Linked DNA regions of Xenopus laevis: region 1 is linked to region 2. The links are chromatin contacts, called in public Hi-C maps. All regions are on one chromosome and are shown on one strand. The core of a region is the stretch at or near the end of the contact, and the rest is flanking DNA. Distances in the headings are between cores, read along the strand shown. Region 1 holds the start of LOC108707627 (zinc finger protein 250-like). Region 2 overlaps LOC121400083 (a long non-coding RNA gene).

Region 1 (7,329 bases), core at 1,161-3,660, 55 kb after region 2:
TTTTTATTCAACAGTTCTCCAGCAATTTCAGCCATCTGGTTGCTAGGGGCCAAATAACATTAGCAACCATGAAGTCAAGTCAAGAGTGAGTTTCATCCATTTTATCCGTCAATGTACAGTGGCAGGGGGTCACTCCTAGTCTTCCTAAAGTCAACAACCATCTCCTTTGTTTTGAACTGAATATGAATAGGAGAGGCCTGAATAGAAAGAGGAGGAATAAAAAGTAGCAATAACAATACATTTGTAGCCTTACAGAGCATTTGTTTTTTAGATGGGGTCAGTGACCCCTCATTTGAAAGCTGGAAAGAGTCAGAAGAAGGTGGCAAATCATTCAAAAACTTTAAATATAAAGAGCAATTGGAAAGTTACTGTACTGTTTCCACACTATACTGTGCCTTTGCGTAATATAGGTTAACCAGCCAGCTTAACACACTCCACATAAGACTCAGCAAAGAATACTCAGAATGCTCTGTGAGTTGAATAAACTTGAATGCTTTATCCTTATATGGGTTCTTATTTTATTATTCTTCTGTAAAACTGTAAAACATAATAACATGCATCACAACCTGTACAGCATATACACACATGTAAACACATACAGGAAACATATCATCTTACTTACTGACGGTTATGTAACCTGTGTAAAAGTGAAAGATCCTAAGGAGGTCTGTCCCTCTGCTTGTGAGCAGTCTGTGTGAGCTCAAAATGGATTCTCCTCTACTTCCTGTGAACTTTAGTGGGAAGGCTTAACCTTGAATGACAAGTCTAATTAACATGTGCGCAGCTATCCTAAATTGGTCCACTAGGTGGCAGCACATAACAGCTAAACCAGGGGTGTCCAAACTTTTGGCTCGCCGGGCCACATTGGAAAAAGAAGAAATATGAGGGGGCCACACATGAAATACACAAACAGGTTTGATTTGTAAAAGTAAAGGAAATACACAGAAAAGAACTACAATGCCAGTTGGATAACTAGATGGAGCTATACACTGGAATATGGGAAACCTGGATAATAAATAAGACATATTATTATATTATTATTACTAACTGGGGAATGGGCAGAGTCCTCCCTCCTCCTTTCTCCTCGGGAACCAAACTGGGCCGCATTCATATGCATCCTGGGCCGCATGTGGCCCTCGGGCCGCAGTTTGGACACCCCTGAGCTAAACCAATATTAATGCATACAACCGAATATTACAATGCCATCAGATAAGGTATAAACAGCACAGTTGCTTAGAATTAGCCATTCTATAACATACTTGTGAAATTAAAGGTGAAGTGCCCCAGCTGATTTGTTATGTCTGTAGTGGGCTTTGAGAGGTTGGGGAATGGCTTGAGCCAAATACGACCTGTGAGCTGCTCTAGGAGTAGGTACAACTGATCCTGCTGGATTAACCTGTGGGTTTTGGGCCAGTACATGACTAGTGTGGAGGTCACAATGGGGGAACATGTACGTTTCTGCATCAGGGTCAGATAGGTAGGACTTCTTTATGGGGCACGGCTGGGAGTAGGGGTTTACCAAAGAGTTGGGCAGATTAGGGGTGAGGCCATGCAGAAATATCGGGGGGCCCCCTGCATTGGGTCCAAGGAAAATCTGGGTGGGGTGCTACTTACTGAACTATATCATTAATAGGAATATTTAACAGTCTCTCATGCAAAGTCTCCACTTCCAACATGCAGCCTCTCAGTGCCTGAAACACAAAACAGCAATATATACAGTATATATTTATTCTGTAGCACTCGTTACACACGTACCTATAATACTATTGTACTTTATTATCATAATAATAATAATAAATTGGTCAGGCTCAGCAGGCGACAACATTTAAAGGGAAAGTTCATCTTTAGCTTGTTTTCATCTTCAACCTAATCACGTGACACACATACAATGCTCCACTAACCTCAGCCCCTTATCTTTCCAAGCTGGATGTCGGCCGTGTAGAACAAGTCATTGCCTTGCCTTTTAAATCTGGGATGAGGCTTCTCCCTCACAATGAATATGATGTCTGCTGGAATAAGGTTGGGACCCTACAAAATGTCGCATTCATTACTGCGCTGCCGACTCATGTCGTGTATCACAGCTCCTATTGGCTGATCAAGGTTGCCAGGTCTCATTTTCAAAACCAGCCCAAAACTAGCCAAGAGGCACTTCAAAAGGAGCCCAAAATAGCCCAATATGTGCAGTAAAAAAAATGTCTTAAAAAATATGTGAAAATATTTTTCAAAATTTCACTGATTCACAAATTTTTCCATGAAGCAAATTGGGACAGATTAGGCCGTCACCAGGGGTCATAACTACAGAGGGGCCCAGTAGGTATAGGGGCCCCTAATACATAAACAATTTCAATAAATATTAACAAAACAGCTCAACCTCTAGACATTTTGGTGACCAGTAGATTTTTGCCCCAAAATTGTCTGAAATTGAGGAAAGTCACCTGAAAATGTGAGAATGCTTCAGAGGGAAGGGAGACTGGGGTACAGAGCCCAATATCTGGTAACTACACAAGGCAGTCCCATTGCACACTGGGTATTGTAGTCTTACATTAAACTTGACAGTTGGGAAACAAAAACTACATTACCCAGCATGCATTGGGAGACACAGGCTTGGCACATTAGTGCAAGAAAAACATTGGCTGCTTTCCAAAGCACAAACCAGCCAAAGGCCCACAAATAGCCCAAATCCATACATTGGCTAGTTTGTACTTGCAAAACCTGCCTTGGCTTTAAATAAGTGGCCCAATTTGGCTGCAAAGCCGCCAACCCTGTGGCTGATGTATAAAGCCAATGAGTGGAGATTGGGCAACAGTTTCAGGTTAAATGTTCTCACCTGGTCACATTCATTTTGGAAAGTAATTTTAGTGCCTTCCCGGCTGCACGTCTATTGATAGGATCTTGTCCCGGATGCTGGAGGTGAGTCCGTCGTTGTTCATTACCTAAGAAACACAGTAGCACCAATTAGCCACTGGTACTAATTAATATTCATACAGTAAGGCTCAGGGTCACAGAAAAAATGGCCTCAGCCCTATTAAACTACAACTCCCAGCAGCCTGGGGCCATACTTACAACTCTGGGACATTTGATTGTGACAATATTTGTCTAACATTATAACATGGCTGTTGTGTGTGAGGTTATAAGATTTAAAGGCACAGTGACCAGCATGGGTGGGGGAAGGGTAGAATGTAGGCTAAAGGGGCAGGATTTAATTTCCATATGGTATCCATGTTATGCCCGGCATGATATCCTCCAGTGAGAGGAAGAGATCCCACTCGATGCGTGGGTCTTGGGTTTTCACTCCTCTCCCCCACATACCTCTAAATCCAGTATTCACATCAGAACCATCGGGAGCGAATATATCATAACATGTTAATGTAACACATAGGCGCAACTCTCTCTTGGCCACTTGGATGAACAAGTCATGGGACCCAAACAGCCAATCCCATGCAGAGCAACAATCCCTCACCTAAATGTAACAGGCTGACCCCAGTGATAATGACTAATTACTGCTTAATTACTATAATGATCAAACATGGAGACTAATATCATTGGGGGGTTTGTGTGTAGGACAACTAAAGCCCTAATACTAATGTGTTTGCCAGTAATCTGGTGCATCATTATATAGGGATTTTATACAGGGCAGCCAATCAATGGAGCCCAGACAGTATTATAGGGGGCCAAAACAATTATTAATGACTGTACAGTATGGAATGGGGAGGGACAAAAATCTTTCACTTATTTGGGTCCCCAGTGACAAAAGTGGGTTTCTGTAGATGATTCTCCATGGAGACAGCAGGACAAATAGAGACAGTAGGGCAAGATGGGTGGGTGGGAATGCATGGGAGTCAATGGCCTGGGTGGGAATGCATGGGGGGGGTCCCCAATAAATGACTGATATTAGTGCACTATAGGAAGTCTCTGACTGGCTGCTCTGGGGCCGAGGCTGGATAATGGGGTTGAACACAACACAAGTCCTATGCTTTAGTCTAAACATGTTCCTCCTGATACCTGCAAAGGGATTGTCTCCTACTAAGAATTAGTTGAAGGTTCTGTCTGGATTCCCATGAAACACATAACCAGAAGTCCATTCCTCCTCTCCTCCCAACTCAGGGGGACCTTCCTCTCTAAACTTATCATAGGCGCTTTTTTCCACACTGGTTAGAGGAAGAAGAAAGATTGAGTTTTGTTATGAAGGAGAGCGGGAACACACTGCCTGCAGTGCACTATAGTGATCATATCCCTTTATATATTTATATATAGTGATCATATCCCCCTTATATATTTATATATAGTGATCATATCCCCCTTATATATTTATATATAGTGATCATATCCCTCTTATATATTTATATATAGTGATCATATCCCCTTATATATTTATATATAGTGATCATACCCCCTTATATATTTATATATAGTGATCATGTCCCCCTTATGTATTTATATATAGTGATTATATCTCCTTATATATTTATATATAGTGATCATATCCCCCTTATATATTTATATATAGTGATCATATCCCCCTTATATATTTATATATAGTGATCATATCCCCTTATATATTTATATATAGTGATCATATCCTCCTTATATTTATATATAGTGATCATATCCCCCTTATATATTTATATATAGTGATCATATCCCCCTATATATTTATATATAGTGATCATATCCCCTTATATATTTATATATAGTGATCATATCCCCCTTATATATTTATATATAGTGATCATATCCCCCTTATATATTTATATATAGTGATCATATCCCCCTATATATTTATATATAGTGATCATATCCCCTTATATATTTATATATAGTGATCATATCCCCCTTATATATTTATATATAGTGATCATATCCCCCTTAACTGTCTCTTCTCCAGTGTAACCAATCACAACTTGTCTTTCCCCGTAACTGATCCCTTCCATTCCCTTTATCAGTTTAGTTGCTCCTCTCTGTACTTTATCTATGTCACTATAGTTAGTACATTCGGTGACTCACTGACTACAGTTTATTATCTCCAGTAAGTGACATTAGGGTTTTTCTGCAGACACTGGAGTTATACAATGACTGTACCAGAGAATACACTGGGATGTCTATAACTGTTAGGTCAATACACAGACTGCTAGTTGCATTTATTGGGGTCCCTTCCGACTTTTTAATGTCGGCGTCCCCCGCACAGCGAGCAATTTCCAGCACCAAATAGTAATCCTGCACCATAGCTGCTCCTCCCCCGGTGTCTGTACGCTTTCTGAGTTACTATGGGAACCTCACCGCGGTGTTACCTGGGAGCCGCAGTCCGCCTTCTCCCGCCACATAGCCACTTGCAATAGAGGCAGGCGTAGCAAAAACTACACGTACCATAATGCATTGCGAACGCATTCAGCTTTCTAGCCGCTGGGTCAGTCCTTAAATTGCAAAATGATTTAATCGATGACGTTCTGATGGATAGGAATATCACACGAGATGAAGTGCGAGAGGGTTTCAGACTACTTTGAATGAAAAACGTCACTGCCAAACTCGCACCGTTTCCCCATGATGTTAAAGTAAAGCTTTTCTATTGCGCGTGCGCAAGTGGTGTGTTGACATGGTGCCCGCAACAAAGATGGTCACCGCGAGCTTCTGTAGAGAAGGAAGGGAGTGACTGAAAGGTTGTCCCGCCTGTCAACATCCTTCACCGCTATCGCTTGGTTGGCAGTGGCCATCTTTGCTGAGGGTAAAGTGCCCTGTTTGGCAACACTGTTGAGGAAGGCCGAGAGAAAAGGTACTAAAGGCGGGAAAATGTTTAGTCAGTACTAATGGGAATGTAAGGGAGAGTAGGGGCTGAGAATTGATCTTATTAGGGAGCCTAGACGAGCCAGAGAAAAATGGGGCTTCATTGGGAAGTGCTGGAAATTCCTGGAATACAGGGGCCTGTGCAGAAAAAAGGAAGGGGCATTGAGAACATTTTTCTGGGGGAGTTGAGACAAGTGGAAGGTGAAGGAGTAAATGGAGGAAGGAGGTGGTTGCTGAGTGACAGACATGATGGTTTATTTGGGTCACTGAGTGGGGCCCTATAATATGGCACAGCCTGCCTGAGGAATATGCTGCTGTGTGTGTTGTATATGCACTGAACTTAAACTATACACTGAACTATACACACACCACTGAATCTACACACTGAAACTACACTGAATCTACACACTACACTGAACTATACACTACACTGAACTATACACTGCACTGAATCTACACACTGAATCTACACACTGAATCTATACACTACACTGAATCAACACACTACACTGAATTTACACATTACACTGAATCTACACACTGAATCTATACACTACACTGAATCTACACACTGAATCTATACACTACACTGAATCAACACACTACGCTGAATTTACACATTACACTGAATCTACGCACTAAATCTACACTGAATCTACGCCCTGGATCTACACAATCTACACACTGCACTGAATCCACGCACTGAATCTACACACTACACTGAATCTACGCACTGAATCTATACACTACACTGAATCTACACACTGCACTGAATCTACACACTACACTGAATCTAAACACTGAATCTAAACACTGAATCTAAACACTGAATCTACACACTGAATCTACACACTACACTGAATCTACACACTACACTGAATCTACACACTACACTGAATTTACGCACTGAATCTACACACTACACTGAATCTAAGCACTGAATCTATACACTACACTGAATCTATGCACTGAATCTACGCACTGAATCTACACACTACACTGAATCTACACACTGAGTCTACACACTACACTGAATCTACGCACTGAATCTATACACTACACTGAGTCTACGCACTGAATCTATACACTGCACTGAATCTATACACTACACTGAATCTACGCACTGAATCTACACACTACACTGAGTCTACACTGACTCTATGCACTGAATCTATACACTACACTGAGTCTACGCACTGAATCTACGCACTGAATCTATACACTACACTGAATCTACGCACTGAATCTATACACTACACTGAATCTACACACTGCACTGAATCTAAACACTGAATCTACACACTACACTGAATCTACACACTACACTGAATCTACACACTGCACTGAATCTAAACACTGAATCTAAACACTACACTGAATCTACGCACTGAATCGAATCTACGCACTGAATCTACACTGAATCTATACACTTTCCATGGAGCCAGAGTCAGAACTGAAGCACAATTAGAAGTGATACCTTTCCTGAGAAAAACTACCAATCATTATATGCATGTCATTGTCTAATATACACCATTAACCTCCTGTCTCAGT
Region 2 (7,235 bases), core at 896-3,395:
AAATATAAATGTTAATATTTAACATAATTGGCCGGCCAGCCAGCGAACTTTTCCGTAAAATTTATCTGCCTTTTAAAGGGGGGAATTCAAACCAGTTTTTTTTCCAGGTAAAAGTCAGCTAATTGAAAGGAAAAGGAACCTTTTATTTGTCGAGCATTTTCAACAACGCGTCGAGGGCCAAGACGCAGAGATCCACAAGGCAACCAGGGTGAGACGCAGCGGTGTAAGACGTGCCTCACTTTTTGGGGATCAGGTTATCCAGACGGAGACAGTCAGTACGGAGTGCGCACAGTTTGATTTGAGACCACTCAAGATTTAAAGCCTTAAAGTGGGCGTGGTATAATGAAAGTGGGCGTGGTAGCTCCACCCCTTTATTGGGCCCCCCAACTAAAACCATCTTCTGCCTATGTGCCACACTCCTTCAGTGTATGTGAGGACTGAGCAACCCAGAAAGGGCTCTGCCCTAATAAACACTGTTAAGGGCCACGAAATTCTGTATTTGCATAAAAACAAAGGATGTTTATTCAGTCCATAACTTGCCCTTTAATAAGATCCGTTTATATGTCGGCGCATGAAATGCATAGGGCAGTGCCCCCCGTGTTTGTGTCCTGGGCAGTGCTTGTGTATTGCATTATTGCCATTCTCTCCATAGGACGATGTTGTGGGTATCACAGTGGGCAGATAAGGAAGAGAGAGGTCGGGCACATAGCTGAAATGCTTGGGAAAGTTTCCTATAGCCCCAGGCGTTTTCTGTGTTTAGGAATTCAGTCAATAACAGGTGTGAATTTCACCCAACTGCCATCAGGCCCTACCACTTATGGGGCCAGTCTGGGGGTGTAGGTGGCAAAGTACAGTCTGAGCTGCAGGATCACAACATGTTTTTCTGAGAATCAGCGACGCACGACTGTAACAATAAACATTGCTCCGCCTAAATAACTGCACCCTCCTCTCCTTTGTGATCCACTCCTCTGAATTGGGTGCCTTGAACTCTGCTGATCTCAGGTGCCTTGATCTGTTCCCAAGCAGAGTTTTCTCATCAATACCAAGTGAGCAGAAGGCAAAAGGTGTGGCAAGGAAACGGCCATACTGTGTATTTTGCCATAAAGATGGACAGAGAGTCTGTATAGAGGCCCAGATGTGGGTGACTGATAGGTGGGGACCCTCTGGGGGGTATATTTATCAATGAGTGAAGTTAGAGATCACCACAGTCCTTTAGGGCTGGGACACACTGGGCGATTTAGGGAGATTTAATTGCCGCAACTTTCCACAACCAATCTTCCCCGAATGCCTCCCCTCGCTCTGCGCCTGGCTAAAATGAAAAATCGCCTGCGCTAATCACATGCGACGATTCGTTTTCCGAAGTCGCCCGAAGTTTCCTCGTGAGGCAACTTTGGGTGACTTCGGAAAACGAATCGCCGTGTGTGATTAGCGCCGGCGACTTTTCATTTTATCCAGGCGCAGAGCGAGGGGAGGCATTCCGGGAGAAAAGTCGCAACGATTAGTCGCCAGGCGGCTAAATATCCCCAAATCGCCCAGTGTGTCCCAGCCCTTAGAGTGAAATTCCGTCTCTCTCCATTCATTTCTATGGGATTTTGAAAGGCGTATTTATCAAAGGATGAACTTTCACTTTCACCCATTGATAAATACTGGTTTCGAAATCCGCTATAAATGAATGGAGAGTGGCAGAATTTCACTCTAAAGGACTGAGGCGATCTTTAGCTTCATTCTTTGATAAATACACCCCTAGGTGTAGGTGGAAGAATGGGAAAGATCAATAAGGCAACACGCTGACCAGAACAAAAAGACCAATAGAAAGGCTGCAATGTATAGCCCTAGTACTGACTCCAGCCTGCAGTTCATGACTCGAGATAGAGGCCCCCGCACCACTAAATGGGGCCCAGAGGAGATCAATGCACCACAGCTGAATTGCTTTGAATGTCCTGTGGTTCTGTACTGGTCCAAAAGGACACGATGAAGTCATGCCAGTCATAGGGCCACTGTTATATATGGACTTGTGGTCACATTTCTGCTCTATTCTGCATTTCTGCTGCACTTCTGCAAGTTCACAGCAGGTGCTGGAGGAGAAAGTAAAGAAGTTGCTGATCCTACAAGTTAATGTTCCTGCTTGTTCAGCTGCCAGTTTAACCCCATCTTCTCTGCATGCATGTGTGCGTCTCACTATAGAACCTGCTGATGTACCTGCTGTTGCCCAGTCTCTACACACTCTGCCCCCGGATTGCCTAGCCCCCCAATGTCACCATGTTATTTTCTTTGCTACAATGCCCTGCTTGGTAGGTGATATAGAGCAATCTGCAATATTGTGTTTGATGAACTCGAGACAAGAGGCAAGAGCAGATGCAGCAGGGTTGGGGTGCAAAGGAGACACCATAGGGTTGGGGTACAGAGGAGACACAGTAGGGTTGGGGTACATAGGAGGTACAGAGGAGACACAATAGAGTTGGGGTACATAGGAGGTACAGAGGAGACACAGTAGAGTTGGGGTACAGAGGAGACACCATAGGGTTGGGGTACAGAGGAGACACAGTAGAGTTGGGGTACAGAGGAGACAAAGTAGGGTTGGGGTACAGAGGAGACAGTAGAGTTGGGGGACAGAGGAGACACAGTAGAGTTGGGGTACAGAGAAGACAAAGTAGGGTTGGGGTACAGAGGAGACAGTAGAGTTGGGGTACAGAGGAGACACAGTAGGGTTTGGGTACAGAAGAGACACAGTAGAGTTGGGGTACAGAGGAGGCACAGTAGAGTTGGGGTACAGAGGAGACACAGTAGAGTTGGGGTACAGAGGAGACACTGTAGAGTTGGGGTACAGAGGAGGCACAGTAGAGTTGGGGTACAGAGGATACAGTAGAGTTGGGGTACAGAGGAGACAAAGTAGGGTTGGGGTACAGAGGAGACAGTAGAGTTGGGGTACAGAGGAGACACAGTAGAGTTGGGGTACAGAGGAGACAAAGTAGGGTTGGGGTACAGAGGAGACAGTAGAGTTGGGGTACAGAGGAGACACAGTAGGGTTTGGGTACAGAAGAGACACAGTAGAGTTGGGGTACAGAGGAGACAGTAGAGTTTGGGTACAGAGAAGACAGTAGAGTTGGGGTACAGAGGAGACACAGTAGAGTTGGGGTACAGAGGAGACACCGTAGAGTTGGGGTACAGAGGAGACAGTAGAGTTGGGGTACAGAGGAGACAGTAGGGTTGGGGTACAGAGGAGACAGTAGAGTTGGGGTACAGAGGAGACAGTAGGTTGGGTACAGAGGAGACAGTAGAGTTGGGGTACAGAGGAGACAGTAGGGTTGGGGTACAGAGGAGACACAGTAGAGTTGGGGTACAGAGGAGGCACAGTAGAGTTGGGGTACAGAGGAGGCACAGTAGGGTTGGGGTACAGAGGAGACAGTAGAGTTGGGGTACAGAGGAGACAGTAGGGTTTGGGTACAGAGGAGACACAGTAGAGTTGGGGTACAGAGGAGACACAGTAGAGTTGGGGTACAGAGGAGGCACAGTAGGGTTGGGGTACAGAGGAGACAGTAGAGTTGGGGTACAGAGGAGACACCGTATGGTTGCAGAGGAGACAGTGAGACAAGAGCAGATGGCAGTTACATAATAATGTGACAGTTCTTGTGACTGGGGAGTGTCCCCCGCATGAAGTACAAAGTTCAGAAGAGAGAGAACTTGGAACCGGTTCAGTCCAGCTGACGTTGCTGTGTCTTGGGCTGAATTTAGCTGCTTGTTTGCTGTGTAACCGCAGCCTTGGGAACAGACAGAAATATTGGTCAATGGCAGCTCCATATTCCAGCCCTGCTGATCCCTGACTGGTCTGAACTTCAACTCCCAGCAGCCTTCGTCCAGTCCTGGCTGTTTCTCCGACTACAGGAGACACAGACATAAATGGCCACTTGGAACTAGAATTTCATTTAGATGCATCTTGTTTTCTTGTCTGTACAAAAACCAGTGCAGTCAGCAGCATAACTGGCAGTTTGATTTGTTTGTATATCTGAGGTTTAAGTAGTTGGTGATCTCAATCCAATCAACTGATCCCTAGACAGACCTATTGGTAGAGAACGGCACCCGCGGCCCAATGCAACCCTCACCCTATGTAATAGTTCATGTCTGACCAGGTGTGACTGGGGGGATTGCTTTTATTTGCCCCATACTGATGCAGTTGGAGGGACTGCACCCCATTTATCATCCACGAACATCATGCTAACTCCCCAGGGATAGTCAGCCTAAAGGCTGTCAGTCTGATGCAGCAGTGAGTTGCAGTTGAACAAATCAGGGGAACAAAGAATTCCCATATAAGATCATTCAGTACAGGTAGGGCTTTATCTTCTATGAGCAGGTATAGGCTAAGCCTTAATCACAGGTTTTTGGTTTGGGATTATTTGTTTGAAGGCTTGATATTTGACCAGTCTCTATACACAGATATATGCGCCAGTCTCTATACACAGATATATGCGCCAGTCTCTATATCCAGATATATGCGCCAGTCTCTATATCCAGATATATGCTCAATCTCTATATCCAGATATATGCGCCAGTCTCTATATCCAGATATATGCTCCAGTCTCTATATCCAGATATATGCCCAATCTCTATATCCAGATATATGCGCCAGTCTCTATATCCAGATATATGTGCCAGTCTCTATATCCAGATATATGCGCCAGTCTCTATATGCAGATATATGCCCAATCTCTATATCCAGATATATGCGCCAGTCTCTATATCCAGATATATGTGCCAGTCTCTATATCCAGATATATGCGCCAGTCTCTATATCCAGATATATGCGCCAGTCTCTATATCTAGATATATGCTCCAGTCTCTATATCCAGATATATGCGCCAGTCTCTATATGCAGATATATGCCCAATCTCTATATCCAGATATATGCGCCAGTCTCTATATCCAGATATATGCTCCAGTCTCTATATCCAGATATATGCGCCAGTCTCTATATCCAGATATATGCTCAATCTCTATATCCAGATATATGCGCCAGTCTCTATATCCAGATATATGCCCAATCTCTATATCCAGATATATGCGCCAGTCTCTATATCCAGATATATGTGCCAGTCTCTATATCCAGATATATGCGCCAGTCTCTATATCCAGATATATGCTCAATCTCTATATCCAGATATATGCTCCAGTCTCTATATCCAGATATATGCGCCAGTCTCTATATCCAGATATATGCTCAATCTCTATATCCAGATATATGCGCCAGTCTCTATATCCAGATATATGCCCAATCTCTATATCCAGATATATGCGCCAGTCTCTATATCCAGATATATGCTCCAGTCTCTATATCCAGATATATGCGCCAGTCTCTATATCCAGATATATGCGCCAGTCTCTATATCCAGATATATGCTCAATCTCTATATCCAGATATATGCTCAATCTCTATATCCAGATATATGCCCAATCTCTATATCCAGATATATGCGCCAGTCTCTATATCCAGATATATGCTCCAGTCTCTATATCCAGATATATGCGCCAGTCTCTATATCCAGATATATGCTCAATCTCTATATCCAGATATATGCGCCAGTCTCTATATCCAGATATATGCCCATTCTATATCAGATATATGCGCCAGTCTCTATATCCAGATATATGTGCCAGTCTCTATATCCAGATATATGCGCCAGTCTCTATATCCAATATATGCTCAATCTCTAATCCAGATATATGCTCCAGTCTCTATATCCAGATATATGCGCCAGTCTCTATATCCAGATATATGCAATCTCATTCCAGATATATGCGCCAGCTCTATTCCAGATATATGCCAATCTCTATATCCAGATATATGCGCCAGTCTCTATATCCAGTATATGCTCCAGTCTCTATATCCCGAATATCCAGTCTCTATTCCGATATATGCGCCAGTCTCTATCAGATATAGCTCATCTCTATATCAGATATATGCTCAATCTAATCCAGATTATGCGCCAGTCTCTTATCAGATATCGCCGTCTCAACACAGGTAATTGCAGACTTGAGTATCTGGGTCAGAAGAAGATGTTAGCCAATTCGTAAATAACAAGTCCTGTCTCTTGTACATAATAGACTGTGTGTGCGGGGAGTTGCTTCCATAGAATAGACTGTATGTGCGGGGAGTTGCTTCCATAGAATAGACTGTGTGTGCGGGGAGTTGCTTCCATACAATAGACTGTGTGTGCGGGGAGTTGCTTCCATAGTGCAGAACAGATGACAGTTACTAGGGCAAAGGTGAGCCTGATGGGGCAGTTGAAGTGAGTGCAGTCACTTAGCTGAGACCTAACACCCTGCTGTTTGCTCAGTGGGACTGGCTGCTTCCCATCCGCTTATCTGTATCTAATAATCTATTAACCCCGGGGTTATCTGTGTTATTGGCCCCTCCTCCCTGGGACACAGGACTGGCTAATTGGGTAATTGCTGCCTCTTATCCCTGGGCCAGAGGCCTGTTGTCCTATAGTGCGGCTCCGAATATTTGCAGTCCAGTCATGTTGTGTTTGTTGTGCCTTTAGTATAAATGGGCCAGTTCCTATACAGCAGTGATCCCCAACCAGTAGCTCATGAGTAACATGTTTCTCTCCAATCCCTTGGATGTTGCTCTCAGTGGCCTCAAAGAAGGTGATTATTTTTGAATTCCAGGTTTGGAGGAAAGTTTTGGTTGCATAAAAACCAGGTGCCCTGCCAAACAGAGTCTCAATGTAGGCTGACAATCCACATAGGGGCTACTAAATGGCCAATCACAGCCCTTATTTGACACCCCAAGAACATTTTTCATGTTAGCGTTGCTCTCCAACACCTTTTACTTCTGAATGTTGCTCACGGGTTCAAAAGGTTGGGGATCCCTGCTATACAGGAAGGGAGAGTTTATAGGGAGGCAGCAATGGGCAAACTCTCCTGTAACCTCGGCCTTCAGGCTCAGCCATATCTGCTTGTAGCCCCCACATTTAGCCTGTGTAACCCCCGTCTCACCCTCCGTTTCACTGTAGCACCCACCCCAGTGTAGAGCTTGGGGTTCTGATGCTCTCCCCCAATTAAACCCAATGTACCTGTGTATTACCGAGCACACAACAACACACAACAACACACAAGCACACAACAGGCAGACTCACTCACACCTACTTTGCCATTGTCCCTGTTTGTCCTTCTCTTTCCATTGGGCGTTGATGTGGGTGTGACACTTCTCTGCTTTCCTATAGGCCTCGCGTCACACC

The links. A called contact is a pair of places that touch in the nucleus more often than the background predicts.
Region 1: a contact with region 2 is called in a Hi-C map of the XTC cell line, with 3 times the contacts expected there. A contact is called at or near these places in 2 of 4 Hi-C or Micro-C datasets (the XTC cell line and animal cap).

The regions. Positions count from the first base shown.
Region 1 is chr2L:183,155,517-183,162,845 of Xenopus_laevis_v10.1, forward strand. It overlaps LOC108707627 (zinc finger protein 250-like), which reads left to right and starts at 2,411. Exons shown (of 7, transcript XM_041582784.1): 1 at 2,411-2,910.
Region 2 is chr2L:183,100,741-183,107,975 of Xenopus_laevis_v10.1, forward strand. LOC121400083 (a long non-coding RNA gene) reads left to right here. Exons shown (of 3, transcript XR_005965544.1): 3 at 108-1,282. Among protein-coding and RNA genes, the nearest start is that of LOC121400083, 6.8 kb to the left of the region's middle.